2 separate regions of the Drosophila melanogaster genome follow, and region 1 is linked to region 2. The links are chromatin contacts, called in public Hi-C maps. All regions are on one chromosome and are shown on one strand. The core of a region is the stretch at or near the end of the contact, and the rest is flanking DNA. Distances in the headings are between cores, read along the strand shown. Region 1 holds the start of grk (gurken). Region 2 holds the start of lncRNA:CR46258 (long non-coding RNA:CR46258).

What was found. Hi-C and Micro-C count contacts between places; a contact is called where the count stands out from the background.
Region 1: a contact with region 2 is called in a Hi-C map of the Kc167 cell line, with 2.0 times the contacts expected there. A contact is called at or near these places in 3 of 107 Hi-C or Micro-C datasets (the Kc167 cell line, the S2 cell line and eye imaginal disc).

Annotation. Positions count from the first base shown.
Region 1 is chr2L:8,431,131-8,438,409 of dm6, forward strand. It overlaps grk (gurken), which reads right to left and starts at 2,468. Exons shown (of 4, transcript NM_057220.3): 1 at 2,285-2,468; 2 at 1,883-2,142; 3 at 747-1,364; 4 at 1-611. The coding sequence starts at 1,952. The coding sequence ends at 412. It overlaps D12, which reads right to left and starts at 6,235. Exons shown (of 2, transcript NM_135384.3): 1 at 5,155-6,235; 2 at 2,928-5,097. The coding sequence starts at 6,045. The coding sequence ends at 3,079. It overlaps Akap200 (A kinase anchor protein 200), which reads left to right. Exons shown (of 5, transcript NM_001298823.1): 5 at 1-167. Chrac-14 (Chromatin accessibility complex 14kD protein) reads left to right here and starts at 6,275. Exons shown (of 1, transcript NM_057298.4): 1 at 6,275-6,866. The coding sequence starts at 6,375. The coding sequence ends at 6,761. It also overlaps mus201.
Region 2 is chr2L:488,675-495,743 of dm6, forward strand. It overlaps lncRNA:CR46258 (long non-coding RNA:CR46258), which reads left to right and starts at 2,161. Exons shown (of 1, transcript NR_133060.1): 1 at 2,161-3,975. It overlaps ush (u-shaped), which reads left to right. Exons shown (of 9, transcript NM_001272902.1): 2 at 843-2,684. The coding sequence starts at 2,642.

The sequences.
Region 1 (7,279 bases), core at 1,218-3,717, 7.9 Mb after region 2:
AATACACTACCAAAATAGTTTTTCTTTACAATATACACAATGTAACAGAGTGTTACGAAAATAATCACTTGTCCTGGTAACTGGAGTAAGCGCTAAGATTACATTATATTTCGTAATGGTTAATTTAACGTAACAAAATGTTACTACAAACAAACTACAAAAGCTCCAACGAAAGCTTCAAAAGCGAAACAAACGAAACTAAGAAATGATAAAGAAAAGCAAATACTAACTTGTGCGTCTTTTGCAACTAAATAGAAAATCCTACTAAGTACACTAAATGTATTCAATAAATTAAAGCGTTAATTTTACGCTGCGCAACGTAAAGAAATATGGTCAACAAGAATTTGCCATCCAACAAAGAGGAGGCTTATATAGGTGAAACCAAATTGTTTCCAAATCAAATTCTAAATCTCAGCATCTGACAAAAAAGCGCTGCTTATGCAGGTGTAGTTGCTGCTGCTTCCGGCGATAATCCGGCACATTGCGGAGCATGAAAACGGCTGCGAAGAGAACGTAGAGCGACGACAGCATGAGGAGTACGGGAAAGGAGAAGACGATGTGCGCCATTCGGACCTTCCGCTGCGCTGTTGGAGGCGAATAGATGTAGTCACCTGCAATGATCAATGAGTTCATTTAGTTACCATGTACTGGGTACAGACTAATAGATATCGTTAGTTCCATCCGTTCCATACAACACAGGAAGAGACTTCTGTGAATGGATGGCTATGCTAGAGTAGAGTACCTACCATTCCAGCTCTTGTAGGCGCACCGCTCTCCATCGTAGTCGTTAACGCAGAGGCAGGAATGGAAGACTGTGTTGTTCACCATCGGATGCTGGAAGCAGTGGCCGCCGTTCAGGCAAAAGCTAGTATTGTAAGCTTCGCTGCAGGGCAGCATCTGAATCTCTGTCTCCTTGTCGTTCGGGCTGGGAGTCGTGGAGTCAGGCGTGCTGGACGAACTGGGGTCAGGTGGCGGTTCTCCGGTGTGGGTAACAGTTTCGGGTGTTGTCACTGTCTCGGAATCAGTGATTGGTGTGCTGCTTTCGCTGGCCAACCAGGTGTCGGTACTGGATCCGAGAATTATCCCATCCTGTTCCGGATCCGCAGCAATGGAGTCGTCTGCGTTTGGCAGTTGGCCGCCCGAGTCCGGATTGGGATCCGTATCGGGATGCAGCTGGTCTGCCTCCTCCTGGGCCGAGGCCTCCAGTTGCTTGCGCTGCAGCTCCAGGCGATTGAGCAACTCAACCGCGGTCTCCTGGATCTGCTGCTGCAGCTCGTGCGCATGCTCGTGCATGTGGCTGTGCTGATGCTGCACAATTTTCAGCGTATGCTCTCGGAGAAGTAAGATTCGGCTCGAACAACAATCTGCAGAATACAGAAGAAGGTGTGCGATTAAGAAAACAGGACATTTCCAGTGATCGCAAAGATACAGAATAGATAACGTTGTAAAGCTCAAGTTGAAGTACAAAAAGCTTTCAGTTTTTAGTGCGGCAACTTTTGAAATTATCATAAAAATGTCTCCCTATGGTATTATTATTACTAATTTTTTTAATTTTTAAGAATGCAAAGTTTGTTCATAAGGACAGTATTTAAATGAAACTCAAAAAAATCTTTAGAAATAATTCACAAATATGTATATTATCTGAAGTTTACTTCATTCATCATCCACGAACAGAAAGCTAATACAGGATTTTACACAGTTTTCAAGGAAGTTTTAGTTTTTTAGCATAACAAGTATATAATCAGCACTGCAAATATTTTATGATTTGTTGTAGCTGTTTTCCAGTTTTTTCGACGCTAGAAATAGCTTTTTTTGTGGGAGAGCCTGGCAATACTGGCCGTAATATTGGAATCTAAAAATCAGGTGGAGATTATGTACGTACCTGTGACGGCGACAATTGTTGAGAGCACGAAAATTACTTTGAAAATCCGAGTAAATGGGATTTGCATCATTGGAAAACGCTTGGGGTGGCGCTCCGAAAAATATTGATTGGGTGGACCGATTGTCCACCACTAGGAAAACTGAGTCAATGAAGGGGTCTAAACGATCGAGGGATCGAGCGGCGTGCTGGCCGCAAATGCAATTTGGCGTCGCAACAGAAGCTGAAACATACTACACACTTGCATCTCCTTGTGGATTTTACTGCAAAATAAAAATAGAACATTTTAGCGCCTCCACATTTTCTGTCGCACGAACGCACACACACGAAACAAAAAAAAAAGGAAAAGAAATAGCATTCAAAATTGGTGATCCAAAAGCTTTTCATAGATTATCTTAGACGTACTGGAGCTGCTATATGGCCTGTAGAAGGCTTCGACATTATAATTATTATAATGACTCGTGAATCATTTTATATATCAGGCAAGTAATTAATTAGTTAATCTAAAGAGCAGCAAGCGCGGGAAGCGGGCTCTTCTCTGCTCCACTTTGATTTTAGGTCTTGTTGCGCGCACGTCGGAAAAGAGACTGAGGAAAACAGAGCCAGAGAAACAGATGGACCTCATCCCTACATTGGCGGCATTGGCATGCGCCATGAATGAAATCGATCGGTGAGCGGGGAGAGCGAAGAGAGCGCCCCCAAAAGAGATGCGATTGCGACCGATAATAGTCGAAGAATCATATGGATATGCTAAGAGCTGCAAAAAAAAACCGCCCTTTAACAGTTATTCAATTTGTTAACGGCACTTTTCACTGCATACTTCTAGGGCACTATAAAGATATATTACTCTGTGAAGATAGCTGATAAGACTTAAAAATGTTTACATGTTTCGTACAAATATGCAATTGTAGCGATTATTATTTATATTGATAAAACAATTTAAAAGTCTTCAGCCAGATATTCAAAATTTAAAAATTAATGACCACTCATCTCATGATTTCGTCCAAAATATGATAATCGTTGATAATTAAAAACGCAGTATTCATTTCTTCGGACATTAATTTAGTTAATTTATTGCTTAGATTTATGCTTACCAACGAGTACAAGGCTCTAATTAGATATCAACTAATATCCCAGTAGAATTTGAACTATGACGCGGACTTGATAAAAAATAAATTCAAAACAATGGCAACTGCACATTAGATTTGTGGTTCTATCGGAGCAACTCCCAAGTGACTGTTTCCGAGGAAATCCAATTCGGAACACAGACTGATGACACGGCCTATGTCCTGAGGTTGGAGACACAACGGAGCATTGGCCGCCGCCGGTGGCAACTGTTCCAAAGTCTCCTGTTGCAGTTTCGCCGCCAAGGAGCGGCGCACCAATTTCTCAATAAAAGTGCGCAGCACTTGTCCGAGCATCGAGAGAGCCAGTGGCTGGGAGACGCCAGGCGGAGATTCCTCCGGTTCCAGTGTGATATTAATGTCCTTGCACATTTCCTGGACCAGCTGCAAGGTCGAATCCAAGTGCTTCGGCGGAGGTAGATAAAGTAGTTGGCGATGATTCACCATTTGGAAAGATACATCTGCTGAGTTTGTTAACCTGGACGCAAGCGGATGAGGTTTGTCCACACCCAACACATCGATGAACTCCTTATCCCGCATCTGTTGATCATGACCAAGCAGACGATCGGATTGCTTGGTTATCCAAGCTTCCAGCCGATTGCCTGAGCTGAGACTGCTATAGGCCGACAGTTGCGGTTGGGGCTCGCCCTTTAGTTGCGCCTGAACACGCCGAGCCAGTTGCTCCTCATCGCTCAGTTTTTGTTTTCTCTTTTCATGCACGACAGGTAAAACATCTTTGAGAGCTGGCGTATAACCATGAACCCTGGCGAACGCCACTATCTCCCGTAAACTCCAGTAGTGTTCCTTTCCACTAATGTCCAACTTATGCAGCTCGTGGTGCTGCATCAGACAGCGACGGAGCATACGTGCGCGCAGGTACTCAAAGCAACGTTGTTTTAGAGCAGTGTGATTGTGGAACTCTTCGAGGGTTATACAAGTGAATGGATACTCCTTTTGCTGATCAATCGACGCAAGCGGGAGGCGGCTCAGCAGGAACTCCACAGCACTGCGCATATTTCGGAATTGTGCACTTCTAAAGATGTGCTCCAGCCTTCGGGGTCGCGATTGTATGGTAGTGTCCACAATTGGAGGTAACAGCATTGGCTTTTCCTCCATCTCGCCGCTCATGTTGGCGTACCCATGATCGTGCTGCATGCACTGCAGCATATGCCATCGCGTTTCTGACGGTGGCTTAAGAAGACTCAATTGTGGTTTCAGCAGGGATTGTTGCTTTGCAGCCTGCTTAAGCTTGCGCTGCAAGGGATCGATAATGTACAGCTTTCCTGCTCTCTGAAACACAACATTCTTCTTGCCCTGGTGATGGCCATTGGGCACAGGCTTTATTGGTGGCCGATCCGACGAGGATTCCTTCCACGCTCTCTGCGGAGATGCCGGTGGATAGTGCTTTACTGGCGAAAACTCCTGCCGCTGCCTTTCTGGCAAGGATTCCTGCCTAGGACTTCGGCCGTTTACTGGCAGATAGACCACAGAAGGCTTCGAAGCGGTGACCTGAGCCGCATTTAACCGAAGTTGAGTCCTAGGAGGCGATGACGGAGTGGGTGGCTGCTTTCTTGGACTGTAGTTTAACTTCAGGGGCTCTGAAACCAACACAGTTGGTTCAATTTTCTCAATGTCGTCGCTGAGTTCAATTTTGTTGATACCAGCAAACAGATTGTCATCAAGTTCCTCCTTATTTTGAGTGATTGAAATGGTGCGCGGTTTGCATGACTCTCCAGGAAAGGCGAAAACCGAAGGCTCTAAAACATTCGGAGCAGCCAGAGGTGGAGCAGGAACTGCAGTCTCCTGTTCATGGGGAGGATGAGGTTTGCCGCTTTTCTGTTTCGTTATCGCCTGTTTTGCTCTCAGCCATATTTCCACAGTGGTCTCTGCGCCCATCGTGTGCAGTCCACACATTGTTTTATCCAGCACCACCGTGTGCATTAGTTGCACGGGTTTCTGCTGCAAGTGCTCTTGGAAAAATAGCTGGATGCGCATCGGAAACTCGCCCCAACCATGTCGGTTAAGCTGAAACGGAGACCTGTGCACGTCCACGATGTCGTTTGGGCGGTATGACGGATGGAGGTGGAAGCGCACCTAGAATTGCGAAGAAGAGATTGAATCACTCCGTACGTGCTTATGGGAATTACTTACCTTTTTAATGTATTTTTCAAGTGGTTCAGGTAGATCTTTGCCTTGCACATAGACCAACCACTTATAGGTCAAAGCATTCCCACCTGTGCCATTCTCTCGAGAGTCTTCGCCAATGTATTTGGAAGTATTACCCACCACGAAGTTGAATTTGTTCTTGTTATTCAGCCGCGAGGCATTCAGCTCCACTTGCCTTTCGTGGGCCTGTCGGCTGGTGCACGGCTGCTCGTCCTCCAACTTAACGGAAATGGGAGGTTCCTGCTCTGGCTGATCTTTTTTGTCCTTGGAGTGATCGGTTACGATGCCCTGCTCCTTGATCTTCTGTTGCCGCCTTCGTTCCGCCCGACGATGAGCCGGATTCCTCAGTCGGATGGTTTCTTTGGCCAAGGTGGCCGCCGTGCGCTCTGGCAAATGATTTTGGATGACAACAGGGCGCTTGCCAACGATTTTTTTAATGGCTGGATGCAGTGGCAGCTGCGGAGCGGCTATGTCGTCCCCAAAAAGGCTGTCGCCGCGCACTTTCGCAATATCCGCGCCGGTGAGGGGGACCTGCTGCTTTCGGTAATATTCGCTGACCACCTGATAGCGTAGTCTGTCCAACAGTTGTCGTCCTTGCAGCAGTCGTCGGTCGATCTCGGCCAGCTGCTCGACCTTCTGAGAGATTTCGCGCTGGAACTCCAGACGAAGCAGCTCCCGGATGCGCTGAAATTTGTCGGACAACGGCAGCATGCCATCCGACTGTTCCGTCTTGGTCCACTTTCTTTGACCGGGCGACTCGGCTTCTGCGCAGGTTTCTTCCTCATCCTGGCTAGAAACTTCCGTTTGCTGATAATCTGGATCGTGGTACTCGCTGTGCCTGCGTTTTTTTGGCGGCGTCGCTTGTTGCTGGTCCATGTGCGTGGTAGCTGGCACACGCACAGGACTTGTATCACGTTAGTTCGGAGGGGAACAGCTTCAAGTTTGGCCCGAATCGCTCCGTGCACATTTAGGCCGGGGTAATTGGCTGTTATTTATAAAAATGTGTAAACAATTGATGCGAACGAGGCGGCGCAAACAGAATTGAGTGGGGGAGTTGCCACATCGCTGGTGTAGATGCGTGCACGCTGGCCTTGTCCAACACTGTTCAGCCAGCTGTTTACTCTTTACGCGGGAAGCAAAGACGCCGAAATCTAGACGGAAAATCAAAAGTGCCCACCAAGTAAAAGCAGATAAGCAGCAGCAAAATGGTCGAGCGCATCGAGGATCTTAACCTGCCGAATGCCGTGATTGGCCGGCTCATCAAGGAAGCACTGCCGGAGTCAGCTAGTGTCAGCAAGGAAGCGCGAGCAGCGATCGCCCGAGCGGCATCTGTGTTTGCCATCTTCGTGACATCCTCGTCGACGGCGTTGGCCCACAAGCAGAACCACAAGACCATCACGGCCAAGGATATTCTACAGACCCTCACCGAGCTAGACTTCGAAAGCTTCGTGCCCTCTCTGACGCAGGATCTCGAGGTCTATCGTAAAGTGGTCAAGGAGAAAAAGGAGAGCAAGGCCAGCAAGAAGGATTCCAACACTGCCGAAAATGCCAACGCCAGTGCCACCGCAACAGCAGAGGAAGCCCCCGAGTGATTACGAATAGGAGAAACTATACGGATCAATTATCCTCTTCAGTCATTAAGAACAAAGCTAGTATTGAGCATTAACAAAAAACATTAAACATAGGCATTATCTAAGAACTTCACTTGTGTTTTGTCACTTTCCTCAAAGACTAAATTATGTTGTTAGTCAACGTTTACATGGGATTAATTTGGGATTGTAAGTGACGGTTGGAATTACACCCTTAAATAATGCCGCATTTCAATCCAGTCCGATCTAGTTTTTTACGCCTTCATTCAAAGTATATAAAGGTGTCAGAATAATATTTAAGTATTTCAGTAATTATTTGTTTATATATGTGATCAGAAAATCACTGTTTTAAAAATCATCCAGATAGATAACCGCGTGTTCTTTCCAGCACTGGAAACAGCTGTTTAAAAAAGCGCGTCTTATCGCAACAAAAAGTTTAGTTAGTTATTATTTTGCATGTTTTATACAATTAATATTTTAGTAGAAAATGGGAGTTACGGGCTTGTGGAAGCTCATTGAGC
Region 2 (7,069 bases), core at 911-3,410:
GTCGTTTCCGATCGGATGCCGGCGAATCATCGGATCATTGCACTCGGCGTGAACACGCAAGGTAACTGCACCTTGGGTCAATGATATTAGCTCCCCCGTCAAAAATTTCGGCAGATATTCGGTTAACTTTTTGTTTTGTTTTATTATTTCGCGGCTGTCATTTTCATTTCCATTTTAGTCACGGGCATGGCCTTGCCGCCAGAAGTTGCTTGACCTGGAAGTTGCTCACCTTACCTCGTATAGGCCCCTGCTCCCAATCTCGGAACATCCTCATCAGGCCTCCAGGCGAGTGTATTGCACTATGATTGCAGGGAAGGCTGACTCGGTTACGGATAACGAAGCGGTATTTTTGAGGGTTTTGTACTGGCACTGAAATACATTCGGTGAAACACTACGACAAATTGGGCATATACGCAGCTGATTGATTTGGCATCGATGTTACGGACAAAGAAGCAGCTCGCTCATTATAGTATAGGCATGACTTCAAGCTAAAACTGCTGGGATTCCCCCGAATATTAGTTATGGTTGCTTGTCATTTTTTCCGACGCCCCTCTAACAAGATCTTCGTTTTCAATTGAAATGAAGGCTATTATTTTGAATAGCGCCGAATTTAGAAAGTATTTCGCAACATATTCATTTGGTATGAAGACGCATACGGACACATTCGATATTTCTGGCACATTTTTAAGAATTCGAATGTGCTTACATATGAAAATTGAGCTCTGGAATCCACTGTCATATCCTTGAGCTTAGTATATCAACGGAGTACTATCAACCTCGATCATTATTGATGTTGCAAACGCATACTTGCACTTACTTTTGTTGCTTCCATTTATTTATAGGTTTTTTGGGTGACTGCCGAATTGCATTGAGAACAGACCAAAAGCGATCAGGGATAGCCTAAAAAGCCAACGACAAAGTGTAATGAACGTTCCGAAGGTCAACGGTGCGTATACTTCATTAGCGATTAGCGAAGGGCGGCGATGAAAAAATGGGTAAGAAACGGAGCGAAAGGAGACCGCAAATGACCCAAGGTAGAGGGCGGGGAAGGTGGAAACCTCGTGGAGTTCCCGTGGCTAATCGACTCGGCCATATGTTAGCGCGGATTACGGGTCGCTAACTGGTTTATGATATTTATTGCCATGCATCCCCATTTGCATGCCCTGCCCTTAGACCAACGCCCCCACCCCTTTCAACTGCGGAATTGTCCCGCAGGAAGCTTTTCATTTCCGCTGCTGTCCGAATTTTTAAAATCTATGAGTGTCCAATGCAAAGCAGGAGGAATTTCCATTAAAATCATGCAATAGGTGCAAATTACAAGACAAAAAGGTGAGCGAACAGAGGGAAACAAAATGAAGAAATTATGCAAAAAAGAAACGGAAGTGCAGCTAAATAAAATGCTGACCATGGTTCTTCACACAGGAAATAGAATTCTGTGGACGATGTCGTAATTGCTTACATTTATTTTTGACAAGAACTATCGTGACTCTTGGTTAAAATAAGAACACTATTTACCAGGTTTTTGAATTGGCGCCTTTCTGGGGCGCCATCTATGCGGAAAGCCTAAAAGTATGCCTTGCAAGCGGTGTGAAAGCGCCAACTAGTGGCCCAAAGTGGAATCTTTTCATTTTTCTCATAATTGCGTTGTGGGTTTTTAACACTAAAGCCTATTGCCAGCTGCTGTAGTCAAAAAGTGTACAAAAAAAGAAAGTGGGAAGAAAATAAAAAAATCTAGTGCTTAAACCAAAGTGAACGAGTAGTTTTCAGCTTGTGGGTAGCAACAATTAGTAGATGGCAGAATATAGGAGAAGAGAACTTCAATGAGCAAGAATTTCCAACAAGAATTTGGTAAATACCGATGCAAATGCGTTAAATGGAAAGAGAAGGAAGGATGGTGAGAAAAGTGTGAAAACGTGCGTAAATGTTTCGGCGTTTTTGTTTTGATTCTTATCAGACTGCGAAGCAGACGCGAAAGCATGCGGAGCGATGAAAAACCGAGTACAAAACAAAATGGAAAGAAATGCGCGCGCTCTAATAAGATTGCGCGCTCTCTCCCTCTCTCTCTCTCTCCCTATCTCTCTCCCTCTCTCTCTCCTTCTCTCTCTCTCTTTGGCCAACTGGAGAGCTTTCGTGTCGGTTTCGGATTCGCTTTGCGTTTCATTCGTGAGCGAGCGCTTGCTTCGAACGGACGTCTTTAAGAACGCCCTCGCATGCCACGCCCCCTTCGAGAGGCTTTTGGTAAAGAAATACGCGACTGCATATTAATTGCAATATCAAGAGCAAAACACTGATCAGATATTGATGGGACTCGAGATCGAGCAGGAGATTACTGCCCGCTGCATTCCAATCGGAATATTCCACTTCCATTTCGTTCATAAAACGCGCGCGTTTTTCGTCGCGCCGATCGTTAGAAATTCATTAAGGCTTGTTAATCGCCGCCAATAATACAAATAATACAAGTAATCGCATTGATTGCCCATAATTGATACTCGCCGTGTGTGTGAGAGTGAGTGCCTGTGTGTGAGTGCGATATAGCATCCGCCGGTAAATGTCCGCGAAAAGGAACGCGAATCTGGATCTTCCGCAGACTTGATGCCGACGTAGCTGAAGATATACCTCCGGTCCAGCAGCTGGACTCGAAATGTCACGACGCAAACAGTCCAACCCGAAGCCGTTGAATAAAGGTGAGCTACAAGTTTAGTTTTATCAAGTCGGGGTTTAGTCGACGACCTTCTTTTTATAGCACCTGTGCAGTTATCTGCAACCATTATTTTGCCTCAACGAACAAATGCACTTTTGTAAATTACACTTTGTCATTACAAAGCTATCTCGTAACTCTCCACTAATCACGATCGCTTTTCCCATCTGACCGCAAGCTGACCCATTCAATTTCGCTGGCTTGCTCAGCAGCTCTCGTTTTTTGACAGCAAAACATGCGGACGAACACACAGCAAACACAGAAATCCAAGAAATTGATTAACTATGCCAAGACAAAGCAGCCAACAAAAATTCAAAACGAAACGAGTGACGAACGATAAATCCAAGATTTTGTGACTGCATGAAACCCGATATTAAAATGATTTATTTAAGCATTGATAACGTTCAACGATCGTCCAAAGCGATCGTTGTCACCAGGAAAAGAGATAGAAGTGGGGTTTTGCAGCATTCTGTATATTTTCAAAGACGTACTCCAACGGCACGGATCTTATAAAATGAAAGGGTGCTCAAAAAGTAGCCAACTTTTCTTGCTCATTTAAATAAAATTTCTTTGTCGTCTCGTTATCGATGTCGATACCTGTTGTACGTGCAGCTGACACACCTCATAAGCATTGTGGGGGAAGCGCGAAGAGAGAGGAGAGAAGAGAGAGTGTTACGAAGCGCGGAGAGTGTCAACTAATTACATTTCGCTGTTTGCCATTTGATATATTTATGGCCCGAACCATTTGACACCCAATGAATGCATTTCGGAATCGAAATCGATAAAACGTGCCGGACCTGCGACACTGGACACCCCGACCACCTGAACTCACCTCAGTTTCCGCCCCCCGAAGTCCGCACGGTTAGTTGCTTATCCATTTTGCCATTTTGGCCTTCTTATCGCTTTTGCTGCTTCTGCTCGAAGCACGTTTCCCGACTGGCTGACTCTGCCCCACCCAACACCCATCTGAACGTAGCCCCCAGAACCCATTTCCATTCCGTCCGATCCCACATCCAACAAATACCCAACGAGTGATATCAACGCGACTCATGCAAGTGGGACTTGCACAGTAAGACGCCATCTATATCTCGAGACGGGCCATACACTCTGTATATAGATCAAGAAACTATTGAAGAACGTTTGATTCGATAAGCGCTTATGGATACAAGTTAGTTGGCAATAATTCAAGCTGTATATTGAGTCATTTATAGTTCTAGAACTGTCTTTAATTTCAATAGAAATTATATTCCACATAACCTTCCGAAAGCATCAGGCTTATTTATAGCTCACAAATAAGTGGATAAGAAAATGTATTACTTTTTAAGAAAAGTTTTAAAACAATATACGCTGGAATAGTTAACAAGAACTATTAAGCAGAAAACTGAAAACTATTTATAAAGTTCTATTTAAATTCTGTTTGTATATTTTAATAGTTTTCAAGACCCATTAAGACCACCACTTTTAGCTATTTAAAGGGTACTAAGCTACGGATAACGAGAAACTTTACCATTTGCGTTGCGATAATTTAGGGTATTTTTTATCAGTGCAGCTGTTGTTGATGTCTGTATAGTTTTTGTTGTTGTTGTTGTTGCACCTGCACTATCTGTGGGTTATCCCTGGGTAGCTATCCACCCCCCAACCCCCCCATCCTCTGGCACCCCTAACATTTCTGCTTTGCATATTTATCTCTTGCACACTTGCCTCACTTCGGTCCCGTTGTTTTCTATGGCTCAGTGGGCGTTGGGAGTTGGTGTTTGAAGGCGAGAAAAAACTCAAAGCGCAACTCGATAAAGTTTTATCACAATTGCAGCAGCAGTGCCAGCCACAACAACAACAACAACAGCAAATAACATTAACTTGCGTAGCTTTTGTTGGAGGTTCTCCAAAGGTTGTTATTGTTGCCTTTACATAAGCTTCAATAACTGCCAGTTGTATCGAAGCGCATAGTCTCTAGCTCGAAGTGTAGGAATCGTGATGACAACGCCCTCGGGTTCGTTTTCGAAATACCCTCTAAATGGGCGTAAGTCGTTGTGCTGTTGGTATAGTCAAAAAAAAAAAAAACAGTTTTCTAAGATATCTATCACATCATCATAAATGATAAATAAATAAAAAAAAAAAAAGAATGGCTTTCCAAAGATTCATTATATTATTTCTTGCAAGGCAGGGTATTTGAAATTGAAGCAAGTTTCACCTGCTCTCGATTCCTATCTCACGCCTTTTAGGAGTTTCGAGACCTGAGGAAGTGCAGTCGCACATAGATAAGCGCCTTTGTGTCGTCTCATTCGTTTTTGTTTTTATAAATTTTAATTACGCTTATCACTAATTTTATGTTAATGGCCAGCTGTTGGTTTGTAGCTTGCTGGATGTTCGCTTGTCTGCTGCTGCCTGGTTGTCGGTTATTCGGCTAATTCACATATGTATGTAGCTATCACCATGCGGGTGACAATTTAGTCGAACTTGAGTTTGGGTCGATTTGAAGCGGGTTTGGGCTAATGCACTGCGACATAAATTAATTTAACGTTTTTTTATATTATTATATAATGTATTACAAAGTTCACAAGTTTATCCCCAATTCAGGGGCGCTTCTTTTCATATATAATATCGAAGCGTTAAGAGGGTTCTTCATAGAGTTTATCTATGCAACGGATCTGAATTCGAGCGATAAGAGAAGCTAGCTAACTGCGTATGGCAATCGCAGCTTGCATTCGAATAGCTGCAGTTGCAGCCACGATAAGAGCCGGGGCTCAGGTTGCAAGCGAATGCCCCTCGGGGACCCCCCTCCGTTCATAGTTGCCCCTCTACAATAGCACGTCCCTGTGGCTGCTCTGTCCATTTCAATTGGAAAAGATAATCTCGAGCTTTGGCCATTTTGACATTGTATTTTAATAATTGCGATAAGCGTCTCCCTCTGACACACTCTCTTTGTCTCTGTTTTGTTGATTTGCTGGAAATCGGACCAGGAAATATCACCAGATAAAAAGCAGCAACAATAAGCCAATAGCAACAAAAACAAAAGCATTAACAAGCATTACAAATTACAAAATGTTGTTTTTCACTTTGTTGCATTTTATTATCGTTGTTTTTGGCCAGCAAATTTGCATATCAAGTGAGGCGAATGAATATGGTTGCTGATGTGATATAGGGGATTAGCCAGGGGAGTAACTTGACGATCGAATTAGTCACCCAGCGAAATTCAGATTGCCGATATATATCTACAATATATATATTTATTGCATTTTTTGCGCCGTTTGTGTTTTTCCTCTTATCACGCGAGAGGGCAAACTTAAAAAGTGATTAATGAATGGAGTAAAATAAGTAAAAAAAAAAAAAGTTTGATAAACTTCTGAAAGAATACAAATTGTAGGATATCATCCCCATTATAATCAATATAAAAAACAATTTAATTTGACAAAGGCATATAAGAATTAAAACAATAATGTTTAGCCAACAGGCGAATGACTCCACTAATAGATTTTGAATCATTTAAGTTTAGCATGATCCATTCATTTCCGTTTTCCGCAAACAAAATGGCTCATCCTCAGCGGAAATTAGCTATCCAATTGAGTCAGAAGTGGAATTAACGTTGGGCTTTGGCGTTAAAAGGAAGTACGATAATATTTCTTTGAATCGTGCAAATAGAACGTATCACATAAAAATATATGCATGCTCAAGTATTTGATATTAAATATAATTTTTTTTTTATCCTTTTAAGAAATTTTCTTGTTAAACGCTGATGTATCATTTGTTGAAATGATGAAGAGGGAAATATGAAATCTTGATTGGTATTTCTCTTAGTTGACTAATCACCTGCGATTGTGGAACCACAACTATTCGACCTATTTTCAGCAACTTTATCCCCCTGTATTATATTGGCTTATTTTGGATTTAATCGTTAAATGCAATCGAAATAAGTTTGAAACCTGATGCCCGGTCTCCGATAATAGTTTGTAGTCATTTTCCAAACATTCCCTTCATGAAATCAAATCAAACAAACCAGACGGCAAAACGACAAAATAAAGCTAAAAATCGCTTAAAACAGCTGTCGATTGTGGCTGTTGTTGTGGACTTTACGATGTTGTTGCTGCCATGGTTGTATGATTTGTACAATGCTCCGGGCTCTGGTCGGTTGTTTTTTATCAGCTGATCTGATGGCAAGATTGTCGCGCTTTGCTTCAAAAATGAGAGAATGAACTCGCCCAACAACAACGATTGTTGTCGTGTGTTTTCCGTTTATAACAATTCGAAGAGATTTTCAGCTAAAGATAAGAATGTCAATGTGATGTGGTTTGTCGGATGCAGATACAGATCCCCAGCTATGACAATATACACAGGGCCTGAAAAGTGTATTGGTAGACACACGTAAAATTCTAT